Linked DNA regions of Triticum aestivum: region 1 is linked to region 2. A link is a contact called in public Hi-C data. All regions are on one chromosome and are shown on one strand. Each heading gives the region's core, a stretch centred on a gene start, on an enhancer-like site or on the middle of the called end of the contact. The rest is flanking DNA. Distances are from core to core; before and after follow the strand shown. Region 1 holds the start of LOC123046537 (probable protein-S-isoprenylcysteine O-methyltransferase). Region 2 holds the start of LOC123046536 (putative glucose-6-phosphate 1-epimerase).

What was found. A called contact is a pair of places that touch in the nucleus more often than the background predicts.
Region 1: a Hi-C map of leaf shows a contact between it and region 2, with 4 times the contacts expected there. The contact joins the promoter of LOC123046537 here to the promoter of LOC123046536 in region 2. A contact is called at or near these places in 2 of 5 Hi-C or Micro-C datasets (both in leaf).

What each region holds. Positions count from the first base shown.
Region 1 is chr2B:658,913,732-658,919,813 of IWGSC CS RefSeq v2.1, reverse strand. It overlaps LOC123046537 (probable protein-S-isoprenylcysteine O-methyltransferase), which reads left to right and starts at 1,713. Exons shown (of 4, transcript XR_006422404.1): 1 at 1,713-2,085; 2 at 3,529-3,772; 3 at 3,933-4,327; 4 at 5,252-5,704.
Region 2 is chr2B:658,643,201-658,649,490 of IWGSC CS RefSeq v2.1, reverse strand. LOC123046536 (putative glucose-6-phosphate 1-epimerase) reads left to right here and starts at 2,812. Exons shown (of 9, transcript XM_044469935.1): 1 at 2,812-3,100; 2 at 4,748-4,822; 3 at 5,220-5,276; 4 at 5,364-5,524; 5 at 5,621-5,761. The coding sequence starts at 2,969.

The DNA.
Region 1 (6,082 bases), core at 464-2,963, 270 kb before region 2:
CAACATATGCTCCAGGAAAAAAAATTAAAGGTCCTGAATTATAGTGCTATGCATTAGAGATACATTTATGTGTATGACTGACAGTAACATTAGCAATTGTTGTATGTTGTTTTTTCTAGGGAATCGAGAATTCTGCAAGACTTGCTTCTTACCGTTTATCCCTTTGGATTTAACAAAAAAATTGCGAATGCTTTGGATTTAATATATAACTTAAATTTTTCCTAAGGGAAAGAAACGAGTTCAGATATAACTACTCATGACATGCATGTAACCTCCATAGATGCATTTTTCGCATACATGCATGCGGTTGATCTACAGGCCTAATAGTATATTGTACATTGGTGGACAGAACATGCACTACCTGACAGTGATGTAGATTGGTGACCAGAACAGAGTATTCCAGCATATCATCTTAATTATGTATTTGGTTAGCACACACTACACTACCAAGTAGCCCAAAATTCCAAACTCATATTTGTATAGTTGGTGATCATGTAGATGCTTGTAGCTAACTAGGCATGCTAGGTGAGTACTCATGAGTGCTTGCAAGAGTGGATGAATTAGTGCAGATCTTTGATACATATAATTTTTGGAGGCACAATGTTTACATCTTACTCATGTCCTAATTTAAAAGTAGTCTGTACTATTAATTAATTTCCCAGGTGCTTTATGAAGTTTTTGGTAGTTCACTGTATCACGAGCACATAGTATTTGACATGCGTTTTGGATCATCTCACCCCTAACAGTGAACGAGTCAGAAGTATTTGAGGAAATTACCCCGAGTTGTTGTTTGATAAATTAGTTCCCAATTATCATTTTGTTTCAATCTAAATCCTGAGCCCTACACTCTGAGAACTCAACAATACTATTTCACTGGTGACAAATTGAACTCAGCAGTACTGTCGAGAGAGTAATGCTCCTTTGTGAATCCAGCTTGCAGCAAGTAGCAATTTGAATTGATGCAAGCAAGTAGTAACCATGAAAAAGACGCTCCTGATTCTGTAGTATGTGTCGGAATCGGAAGAGAGACAATGCGTGCAGTTGTGGTCTCACCAGAAAGAAGGTGTATTCTTTTTCTGAGATCGTGTGTGTTATGTAGGCCAAGTCCTTATGTTTCGGGCAAGCCCAAATAGAGTAAAAAACAATTACAAATGAAATATAATTTTCAAAATCAAACATGCTAGTCATCAAAAAATGATTTAAAATTTTCAAATAATGTTCTCGAAAATTGCAAAAACCACATTTTTTTAAAATTCGTGTTATTCTGAACAACAAAAAAAGAGTGAAAGACTATTCTGATGAACGATGTCAGGGAGGTTTCTTCACATTCACACTTCATCGAGGGAAAATGATACTCAGGTTACCTTATTGTTCGTTAAAATTGGATATGTGAAGTGTTGCGGAATAGCACATTGAGAAGGTTCTATTAATTTTATCGCCCAGTGCAACGCACGGGCACTTGTCCTAGTTATTTTCAAAAGCATGAACATTTTTTGAATTTACAAACATTTTAAAATCCATGAGCATATTCATCAAACTCACGAATATTTTTGAATTTGAGAACATTTTTAAAATTCGTGAAGATTTTGAGATTAGATTTTTGTTTGAAATCCCGAACATTTTTTAACGAAGCAAAAAAAAAGCAGGAAAAAACGAAAGGAAATAAAAACAGGGGCACCCCGCCCCCACATGGGCCGGCCAAAAGTCCCGTGCGTACCTTGCTTTCCACCGCGTGGGTCGGGGAATAGGAGTCCCCCCCTTTCTCTATCCATCCCGGCGGCCCGACAGCTCCGCCTCGCCCGCCGTGGCCGCCCCGAGCTTTTCCGGTCCCCGTCCAGGTCCCCAGTAAAAGCTTCCGCATGCGGCATCTCCTCCTCCCAGCACCTCGCCAACGCCAGGCATCTCTTCCCGCTCCCGCTGCCCAAGCCCTGAGCCCCAGCGCAAGCTCCGGTCCCCAGATCCCCGCTCTGCCCATGGCGGCGCGGACGCAGGCGTGGCAGTTCGCGGCCGCCTTGGTCTTCTTCCACGGCTCCGAGTACGTCCTCGCCGCCGCCTTCCACGGCCACAGCAACGTCACCGCCACCTGTGAGTGAATCGCCTCTTCGGCCCCCATCTTTGCCATCCAGAGACGTTGCTCGGGAGATTGTCTAGATACTACTACTGGTAGAGAGTAGAGAAGGTGCTACCGATGCACATGATTCTTGTATATATGCTTAGATTAAAGCGCCCTGGTTAACATGTGGTAATGTGAAGCACATATATGGGGCCATGAGGATGCCAATATGTGTCGTTTCGTCTGATCCAACTGGATTGCTATTGGTTTGGTTTGATTTTGTTTAGATAGTTGAGATGACTTAAGAGGAATTGGCAGAATGCATGCTTTGGCAGTTTCCCTATTTGCATAATAATCGGTGTCGTGGTCTCGGCAATTTCTCACCTAGCATTTAACTGACAAATAACCATGGTGTAACTCTGCTGTCCGATCTATATGCAATTGTAAGAATTTCTCTGTTTAGCTTAAGAATTCAACAGAAAGAAGCTACCGAGTACTATACTGTGTTAAATTTAGGGGATAAGGAGCAATTATCTTTTTTTCGACCCATGGAGACTAGCTCCCATGTCGGCCTTTTAGAAGAAACAAGGCGTCTTGCAGAGGCTGCGCCTCGAACGCGGGTGGGTAAGCTTACAGATGTGTGCTCTAGCCAACCGAGCACCGCTCGGTTCTCAGAACCAATGGGCTGACATAAAGGTTGAGGTCAAGCTCCAAAATCAGAAAGTGTAATTTGAGTGCCTCTACAGAGTAGTATTTTACCAATTAAATTCCAATATGCCTGATGAATTAATTTCCTAATTTAGTGCTTCATAAGCCATCATAAGTATTTATCTTCATAGATAGTACAAATTGGGGATGATTAAAATAGTTATTCAAACTTGATTTGTCCAACTTGCATTTTTTAGTTCACGTAACCCCGGCTCTAAAATCTTTTAGTTCAACAACACCAAGAAAGTCTTTAGTCCCAAACAAGTGGGGGGAGGCTAGATCTGAAACCCATAGGATCCTGCAACCAACTCATGGCAATTTGACTGGATAATAGCTCAATCAGAAAATTCATAATCGTAGGTTATCAATTTGACACATAAGATGGTCAAAAAGAATATGAGCGGCTGTTTGGATGTTGCCCATACTAGCCCAGCCAAATCATGGGCACGCCAAAAAATTGGCTAGCTATTTGCTCACCGGCGCCTCACCCAAGGTTTGGTGTAAAAGTGAGCTGAGGAAGGCCATGCATCATTGGCGACCAAAAAATTGGTGCTCATCCAAACATATGCCCAACATGCAGTCAACGCCAACTTTTTGGCTGGCAGCTGTTGGCTCAAATCCAAAGAGCCCCTGAAAGAACATTACCATGCATAGATTGGTGCCCGCTTCTTTATTTCATTTATCTTATTTCTTTACCATTTAATTGTAATTTGCACTATGTAACTGCGTGACCGTGTTGTGAGCTAATTAAGGTGCTTCTGATGCAGCACTTCTTATCAGCAAGCAGTATGTTTTGGCAATGAGTTTTGCGATGGTGGAACACCTGACAGAAAGCCTTTTCTTCCCAGAAATAAAAGGGTATCTGTTTGTCAGTAATATTGGCCTTCTGATGGTGCTTGTTGGTGAAATTATTCGTAAAATTGCTGTTGTAACAGCTGGACGTGCCTTTACACATGTTATACGGATTCAGTATGAAGACCAGCATCAGTTGGTAACTCATGGAATTTATAGGTACTTGCATCACAATTCAACATTTATAGTCTTGAGTACTGTTGTTGCCTTCCTCTGCATGTGCTCCAACTTGAACATTTTTTTCGTTGCAACATAAAAAACATGGTGATAGTTCTGCATAATTGGTTATAGCTGCTAAAGTATGTTCTTAATTGTACAGATTTATGCGGCATCCTGGGTATTCAGGCTTTCTTCTATGGGCAGTTGGAACGCAGGTTATGCTGTGCAATCCAGTATCTACAGTTGTATTTACATTGGTGTTGTGGCGTTTCTTTGCAAGGCGGATACCGTATCCTTCTAAAAGAACCGTATTTCTACCTCTATATCCTAGGCTCCCCATTTTCAGAATGTGCCCAATTAATGTGAATATTTCATATAAGAGTTAAGTATATTATTTTGTGTGCTTCTTCTACAGTTTTTATTGTGATCCCTTCACTCAAGAGCAGATATGAAGAATTTTTCTTGAGGCAATTTTTTGGCTCTCAATATGAAGAATATGCACGGAAAGTGCACTCGGGGTTACCATTTATAAACTGAGTGTTTCAATTTTGCAAAGTAAGTTATTGAGTCCTCGCTTTCAAGCATTCTGTTCACACCGTGTGTTTGGATTATCAAGTTAACAGACTGCTTTGTTACATTCTTCTTAATGCTCCAACCATAAGGTTTTGTCAGTGTACACTGGTAGATACATGCTCTATAAGTAAGAAAAGTTGGATATTTATGTGTCATAATTCTGTATAGTTTGTCTTTCAAGAATATGAGTAACTTATAGTAGTTTGAGTGATTGATCTAGTCTACCAGAATCTAAAGTTTGTATCATACAAGTCCGCCTTACCACCTGTTTGTACGTAATAACCTCCAACAGTTGCAGTTTCAGATTTGAAGCACACTTTCACACTAGTTTTGAGAATTGTGTTTGAGTCATCGACCATACCATGTTGTGGGCATCTCACGTCTTACACATGACTTTCTCAACTTTCATGTATTTTAGTGTCATCTATTACTTATGTATACTTTGTAAATAGCAAAAAAAATCATATCGTGACAGATTTGTTCAGGAGGTACAGTTTCTTTTCTTTGAAGATATTGTGCTTCTATAGGTGGGGCCTTTCATTACATTAGAAAGACCATACAAATATATATGTCATAGATACATTGGAATCGCAAATTTGTGAGAAATTTAAAAGAATTACTATGTTACAAACTGCACAAAGTAAGAAATACGTGTTGTTCTAGCTGCTGATTAGATTCCAAGATATGGATTGCTCAAGTCGCCAATCCATGAGCTCATTGGTTTGTCTTGAACCAACCAGTATTTAAAGGTTGTGCGCATGTGGCATTATCACAAAATCATTAAACATGCATTGCAACATGTATGTTTTGGGGTCACCAGCGATACAGACCGTTTTTGTCCCTTATAATGTAAATATAAATATGAATCTGGAAACTGGGTGCTGACTGTCTTCATTTTTATTATAGGCAACGCTTACCCCCTGCTGTCCTCATCATTGATATGTCTAAGGAAAGCACTTTACAACATGGACTCGAGAGATGCCAAACGAGCAAGCTATGTCATGGATTTTATACAATACAATACAAATCTGGAATTTCATGAAGCGGAAGAGTCATTCCTCAGCTCATCAATCTGGGGTGGATGCTAAGAACTGTTGCTGATGTAAATGGGTTCGCTTACAGCTAAGTTTTGTGGAAGCTCTGTCATTCATTAGATTCGAACTGAATAGTTTCCACTTTTTCTGGAGAACGTCGAACATTTCCAGTAGGTTCGCTGTGTGAAAGCCTTTGTAGTACAACTGTATCAAGTGTGCCTAAACATATATGCTCCACCATGCTTTGCTCCTGGGCTTGCAGAAGAAAAGAAACTCCCAGTTTGTTCCATGGAATCTGAAAATCACTGCAGAGCTGCAGTTCTTTTGTCTGGTGCACAGCTAGCTTAGAATAATCAGTCATTTTTAGCAAGAAACAGTTCTGGAATAATCTGTCATTCTGCTTTGCACAGCTCTGGAATGTGAACAAGGCGGATAAAAATGTCTTGATTCTCCAAATAGAAACTCGTTGAAGTTACTAGTGCCGGACAACCTGGAAGAGGATATGCCTTTATATTCATCCAAGTTATTATTTTTTCTGCCAATAGAAGTTACCTCACCACGGACAAAAAAAGGTGTATTCTATCCGCCGTACCGGTAGCAATCAGATGATGCTGATTTGGGATAAACTTTTGCTATCGACTTAAATCAAGGCCACATCAGGTGTGCGTAGCTGGGAGGGCCTTGGTCGGTCCAAAAGCACCCG
Region 2 (6,290 bases), core at 1,563-4,062:
GGGCATGTGAGGTGGTGATAGCTCGATGGAAGCGCCTCTCATTGGGTACCGGCGGTCCTTGTGTGCCAGCCAAATGAAAATTCTACATTTGTTTGGCACATAGTTTTTCCAGACAACAATGGCCATTCAATCAGTCGACTGCAAACTCTGGACAACTCAGTTTGCTAGCTTGGTGGTTAGAGCTTTGCACCCTTGCATAGTAATTCTTTTATCAGCAACCCGCGAGTTCAAGTTAACCAAGACCATAGTAATGCGCATATCAATCATTTCACGCCCAACGCGTGAGAGAGTCTATTGGCAAAGTTAAGGTTGAGGTTGGGGTTAGCATGCACCTAGACAACTAAGGCATGTTGCATGTCGGAGTGAGAAAGAAGAGTTGGAAATTGTTGCACCAAGGTAGTGGTAGAGTTCGAAAGCCATAGGTCATACAAGAAGGAGGTGGTGATACCGTTCCCGGCCTTAACCGTAGTGATGGAACGGAAGAAGTCCAACCCCTTAATTATGTCACTCTAGACCAGAGTGTGGGAATTGCCTGGAGCCCCAAGGTCACGATCGGTGGACCAACCATATTTAGAGAGAATCTAAGATCTGTTTGAATTAGTGTCATTCTCGTGAAGCTTGGAAAGATGCTTTAGTAGTAAGCATAAGTTAATGTGTTTGAGAGAGGAGAAGTCTAGACCCCCATGAGAGAATGGTGCACACACCAAATCCCAAGCCACTTTACACTATTTGCCTGTAATTTTTTTCCTGCCCAGCCCAAAAATGCCCTACATCGTTTGTCTACCACTTGCAGCGTCCCCACGGGCAGTAGAAGAGTACTCATCACATAAATTGGCAGTGCCTAAGCACCGCTCTAACCAAGATCGCCTTGCCAACAAGAGAAATCATTAGACCTCTCCAGTCAGCAAGCCCGCGGTCAACCTTGTCAATGATGAAAAACAAGTATGAAAATTTCAGTTTTTTTGTAGAGAGAGGTAGCCCCGGGTAAGGTAAGATTGTGGGAAGATAGCAACAATACACCAAGGATATCAACAATGTTTTTGGATAGGTCATCGTCCACGTGTATAGGTGCGAAAGTGATCTTTTTTAAATTTATGGCTAGACCCGTTGCTCCGGAGAATTGTAGAAGTAGGTCTTTTAGAGACCGCAACTGATCGATGTTTGGCTGGAGGACAATGAGAGCGTCTTCTGCATATTGAAGAACAGAGTACAACAAGTTTTGGTAAATGGGGTGGGAGAAAAATTCAGAGTTGGAGGCTTGAGTGACCAGTCGCTGCGACAATGATAAATACATAGGGAGATAACGGGTCGCCTTGGCGTAGTCCCCTACGACATCTAAACCATGTGCTTGACCTGCCGTTAAGAAGGATGGCCGAGTTGCTAGAGGTATTAAGATTTTCAATCCAATTGCACCAAGTGAAGGGGAACCCTTGGCACACATAATTCTAGAGAGAGCGGTCCAAGATACTGAATGAAAAATGTTGGAAGTCCACAATGGTCGGGTTCTCCCTGCATGGGAGGTTCCTAAACATGAGCTCCAATCTCGTATTCAATTTCCTTTAAGAAGTCCACGACAACACAAGTGTTTCTCTCCACTCATCGGAATAATTTGCAGTGATTTAGTGTGGGCTTTGGGGGAGTCCGCTGCCTTAGAAGAACATTGTATCGAACTTGCCAAGGCCTTTACTCTAAGAATATGTATAATGCAAAGTGCTTAGAGAAAAAAAGGCTGATATTTTACTTAAGCAACGATAGAGGTAAAGACTGGTGCTTAAAAAAATGGTTGTTTTACTGAACATTGATCATATGAGAACTGAGCATAACTTAGATGATTAGGTTTTTTGTTGTGGTACTAGCTAACCATGCAAGTCCTAGACTTGGCATAATGCTCAGAATTTACTACTAGTAGAATTCAGGCGTTTTCATTTTCCGCACGATCCATGAGACAAGACTGTCAATTTCGGAGGATTTTTTCTATGATGCTTCTGTCTTTGGATTCCTGCGTTCCAAAAATGCTTTAATTCACTTGGCGACGGCGACCATAAACATCCATCCATGGACAAACCTCGCCCACGCCAGTACAAATACATGGACAAACAGGCAAATTTGATAAATTTGACCTGTGGATGAAATCAAATCACAGAATGAACTGCCCGTGAAACTATTTCACGCGGCTGACCTTTTTGTGTGACGTCCGACACGAAGGCGTCACACTACATTTTACAACGCCTCACAGATAGGCGCTACACGCCTGGCCAGCGTTGCACCCCAAACTGCCTAAAAATTGCTAAGTCATTGTGCAGAGCCTAAGAGCTAGGCGCTGCACTGTATAGTGTGGCGCCTAGCTCTCAGGCGCTGCACTAGTGGTTGCATTACAAAATGAAGCAACCACTAGTGCAACGCCTAGAAGCAAGGCGCTACACTGTACAGTGTGGCGTCTAGCTCTCAGGCGCTGCACACTGACTTAGTAATTTTCGGATCACACATATGCGACGCTGGCCAGGCGTGTAGCGCCCATCTGTGAGGCGTTGCACATTGTAGTGTGGCGCCTTCGTGTCGGGCGTCACACAAAAAGGTCAGCCGCGTGAAATAGTTTCACGGACAGTTCATTCTGTGATTTGATTTCGTTTATAGGTCAAATTTGTCAATTTTGCCGGACAAACACGATGACATGGATGACACCGAGGCTTGACCGGACGCGCCAGCAAAGCCGATGACGCACGCGCCCCTGTAGGCCCTTGAGCCCAGTCAGACACGGGCGACCCACACGGCCAGGCCACACCACACCACTAGAACAAACCCACTCTCTTCTTCTTCTTCCTCCTCACTCCGGCTATAAATACTCGCCGTCACGCTTTGGATTCCTCTCTTCTCCACACTCCACTATCTCCATCCCCTTCCACTCGCTCTCTCCCTCTCCACCAGGCGGACGAAAAGGAAGGCGCGGGACGCGAGCTGGTGGTGGGGAATGGCCGGCGCGTCCTCGCCGCCCCCGACGCCCAAGTCGCCCAAGCTGCAGCCGCCGCTCCTCGAGCGCGCCAAGGGCCCCTCCGGCCTCGACAAGATCGTGCTCCGCGACCCGCGCGGGTTCACCGCCGAGGTACACGGCCGCCTCTCCCCCCTCCCCCCTCCCCCCTCCCCTCCCGCTCCCCCGCCCGTTTTGAGCCGATTCGGAGCGCATTCCGCGCGGATCCGTCGCGGGGCTCCGCCGGCGCGCGCGCGTTAAGGAGGGGCAGGGGCGCCGGCTTCAGAATCACAGGCGTCCGGCGCGCGCGATTTTCGGGCGGATTTCGTGGTTCGGCTGGCCCATCAAATCGAGGCGCATTATGTCGTACCGCGCTCTGATGATAGGGTTTAATTCTTAGCGTCTCTTTTTATCTTTCCCCTTTTGATCAGAGGAATTCGCGGTGCCATTTCGCCGTCCTCCCGTCAGTCAAACGCAGTTTAATCGCCGGGGAGCGCTGCTGCAATCAGATTTCGCGAGTTGGCTCAAACCAAAATACTTTTGTGTGCGCGCAAATCCTGTAAAAAATCAAAAGCCAAGAGACGCGGCTGCGGCCACACGTCACTGTAGCATTCACAGCTTGGTAGCTGGACTGGGTAAGATGTGATGGTGATAACCGATAGGACACAAGTTTTACGCAGACAATCATCTTTAATTCTTTATCATGTTCGGGGACCCAGCGGAAAAGACGCACCGACTATGCTACCTCTCGGAAGCGAGAGGGGACTAGGTAGGTTACCCCCCTAACGTTTCCAGGATCGGATGGCTAATCCCCTGTCTGCTGGCGTTTGGTCCCATATGCGTCTGATGGCCCTTTTTTAGGGGGAGGTGCTATCCTACCAATCCTCCTTTTTTAATGACAAGTTGTGGGAACCACAGGGCAGTGGGTTCCTGATTGTGGTTCTGGCGTGTTAGGCCGATCGAGTCACCTGCATACCAAATTTAACTTTGATTGATGTGTTCCTTTCGGTGTACTTGTCAGCTTGTGCCAGCTGCTTAGCATGACAGGGTCTTGCTCGCCCGAAGCACTAAGCTATGGGAGGTGTGTTTCAACTTGTGAACTTAGCTATACCAAAGACAACTTTAGAATTACAAGATGAACTTGAGTATGCGTTGCTCTGTTTCCCGGTCATGCATTATTGGAATGGAGGGGCAGGGACTAGCAAACAAAACCCCAGTAGTCTTACCGAAGGCATCTACTTTTGTCTACCTCTCAGTCTCTGAGGAGCCTTTATAGCTTATTAAGAACCGTAAGGTTGAAAAATGGTGAAATTTGATCTCATTAAAATTAGTTTGCCACCATATGCCATTTATAAGCATATCAGTGCCAACTGGTAAGGAAAACCTGTTTGTGGTCTGTGGAGCTATTGTTACAAAGACGGCAGTGTCATTTGTAGATGAATGAGTTGTGCCATGACGAGTAGGTTAGCATTTTAGTCAGATGTTTGGATTAATCCTTCTTTTTACTCTTGTCATGGCAGTACTTAAAGTTTGTCAGGCAAAAAGGCTCTAAACTTCTGTTTTGTGTCATGCGTGCGTACAAGTAGGATTCAGATCAACCATTCTGAATTCTCCTGCATTATTGCTACCTAACCTTCCACCCTTATTCTGCCAAATCTCAAGAATTATCCGTGCTGCAAAATAAATATTTATGGCCTGGTCCCTACGTGTATTATTGCCAATTATCATCACCTTTTTAGACTCAGACCAGTCTTGCTAATCAATTGTCTTGTCTTTTGCTAGGTCCGTCTATATGGAGGACAAGTTACCTCTTGGAAGAATGAGCAGGGGGATGAGTTACTTTTTGTAAGCAGCAAGGTACGGAGGCATTCATGAGGTCATGGATGACTTCATTGGCTAAGTCATTATTTTGTTGTATCGATAAACTTCTATAGGATGCATTGACACATCCTGTCATCCTTGTCCCACTAATTAATTTTGTTGTTTGTCCCCATTTGACCACAAGCCTATCACATTCTGATCAAGTGTCCTTTTGAGCATAACCACAAACAACTGCCTCATCTTCGCCTGTATTGGCAATTTTGGCCATGTTAGGTGTTATATTTATTTTGCACCGTTGGAAGTTTAGCCCCATTAATTACGAAGTTTCACACTGTAATACTGGCATATATTACTTAATTATTTGATTTGTTACGTGTTACTGCAGTAATTATAGCATCTCTGAATTGTGGTTTCAAAATACAATCCTTTTCAGGCAATTTTCAAGTCCCCGGGAGCAATTCGTGGTGGCATACCAATTTGCTTTCCCCAGGTATGGCAGCTTCATCTATATTTACTTCCATAAATTCCTTGTAATGTAAGCCTTCTCTGGTCATCCAAATGAACTATATTAATGCAGTTTGGAACACATGGAAATCTTGAAAAACATGGATTTGCAAGGAACCGGCTATGGCTCGTTGATGATAATCCTCCACCACTCCCAGTAAACACTGGTATTAAAACTTATGCAGACCTCATTCTGAAGCCTTCTGAAGAAGATCTCAAGATTTGGCCTCACAGGTCCGTGATCTACCATCCAGAGATCATGTTTCCTTCCTTTTCTTCATGTCGCCAATTCTGATTCTGCTCATGTTTTGGACAAATTATGACTTACAGATTCGAATTCCGGTTAAGAGTTGCTCTTGGACCCAAAGGAGATTTGTTTCTCACTTCTCGAATTAGAAACACCAACACTGATGGAAAGCCTTTCTCATTTACATTTGCATATCATACATACTTCTCCGTGTCTGACATAAGGTGCGCCTATGCTTTGCAATTTCTTTTCCTCCCTTTCCTCAGTTTTTTTCCCTCCCTGGATATTTCAAGCTCAAACTTCTCCAAGGGTTTAGAATTGCAACAGTGAAATCATGTTAGTGTAAAGCTGTCCAGACATCCAGTGGTATATGTGCTTGGGTTTACTCGGCAATGGTGCACCACCAGACACCGATCCACCTTTCAATAGGCTTATATACATGGTATTTGTGTCATTGGTACTGAGCCAACTACCAAGAGTCTAAGACCAGTAGTTTCGTTAAAAAATGGAGCAGATGTACAAATATGCTGGTTTTCTACCCTGGTTTCATATTGCTAATACCATGGTACAGGCTCATGTATGTGATAGTTGCGGCGCTTGTATTAAACCAAGGCTAGTAAATTCAGAACATTTTCTTGGAGCAGATGCGAAACTCTGCTGCTTTAATTCTGATTCTCATATTGTTAGTGCCGGGCATATGGACAACTTTTCAAAATATTGGTCTTGCTTTTATTGGTTAGTGCCAGCAGTATG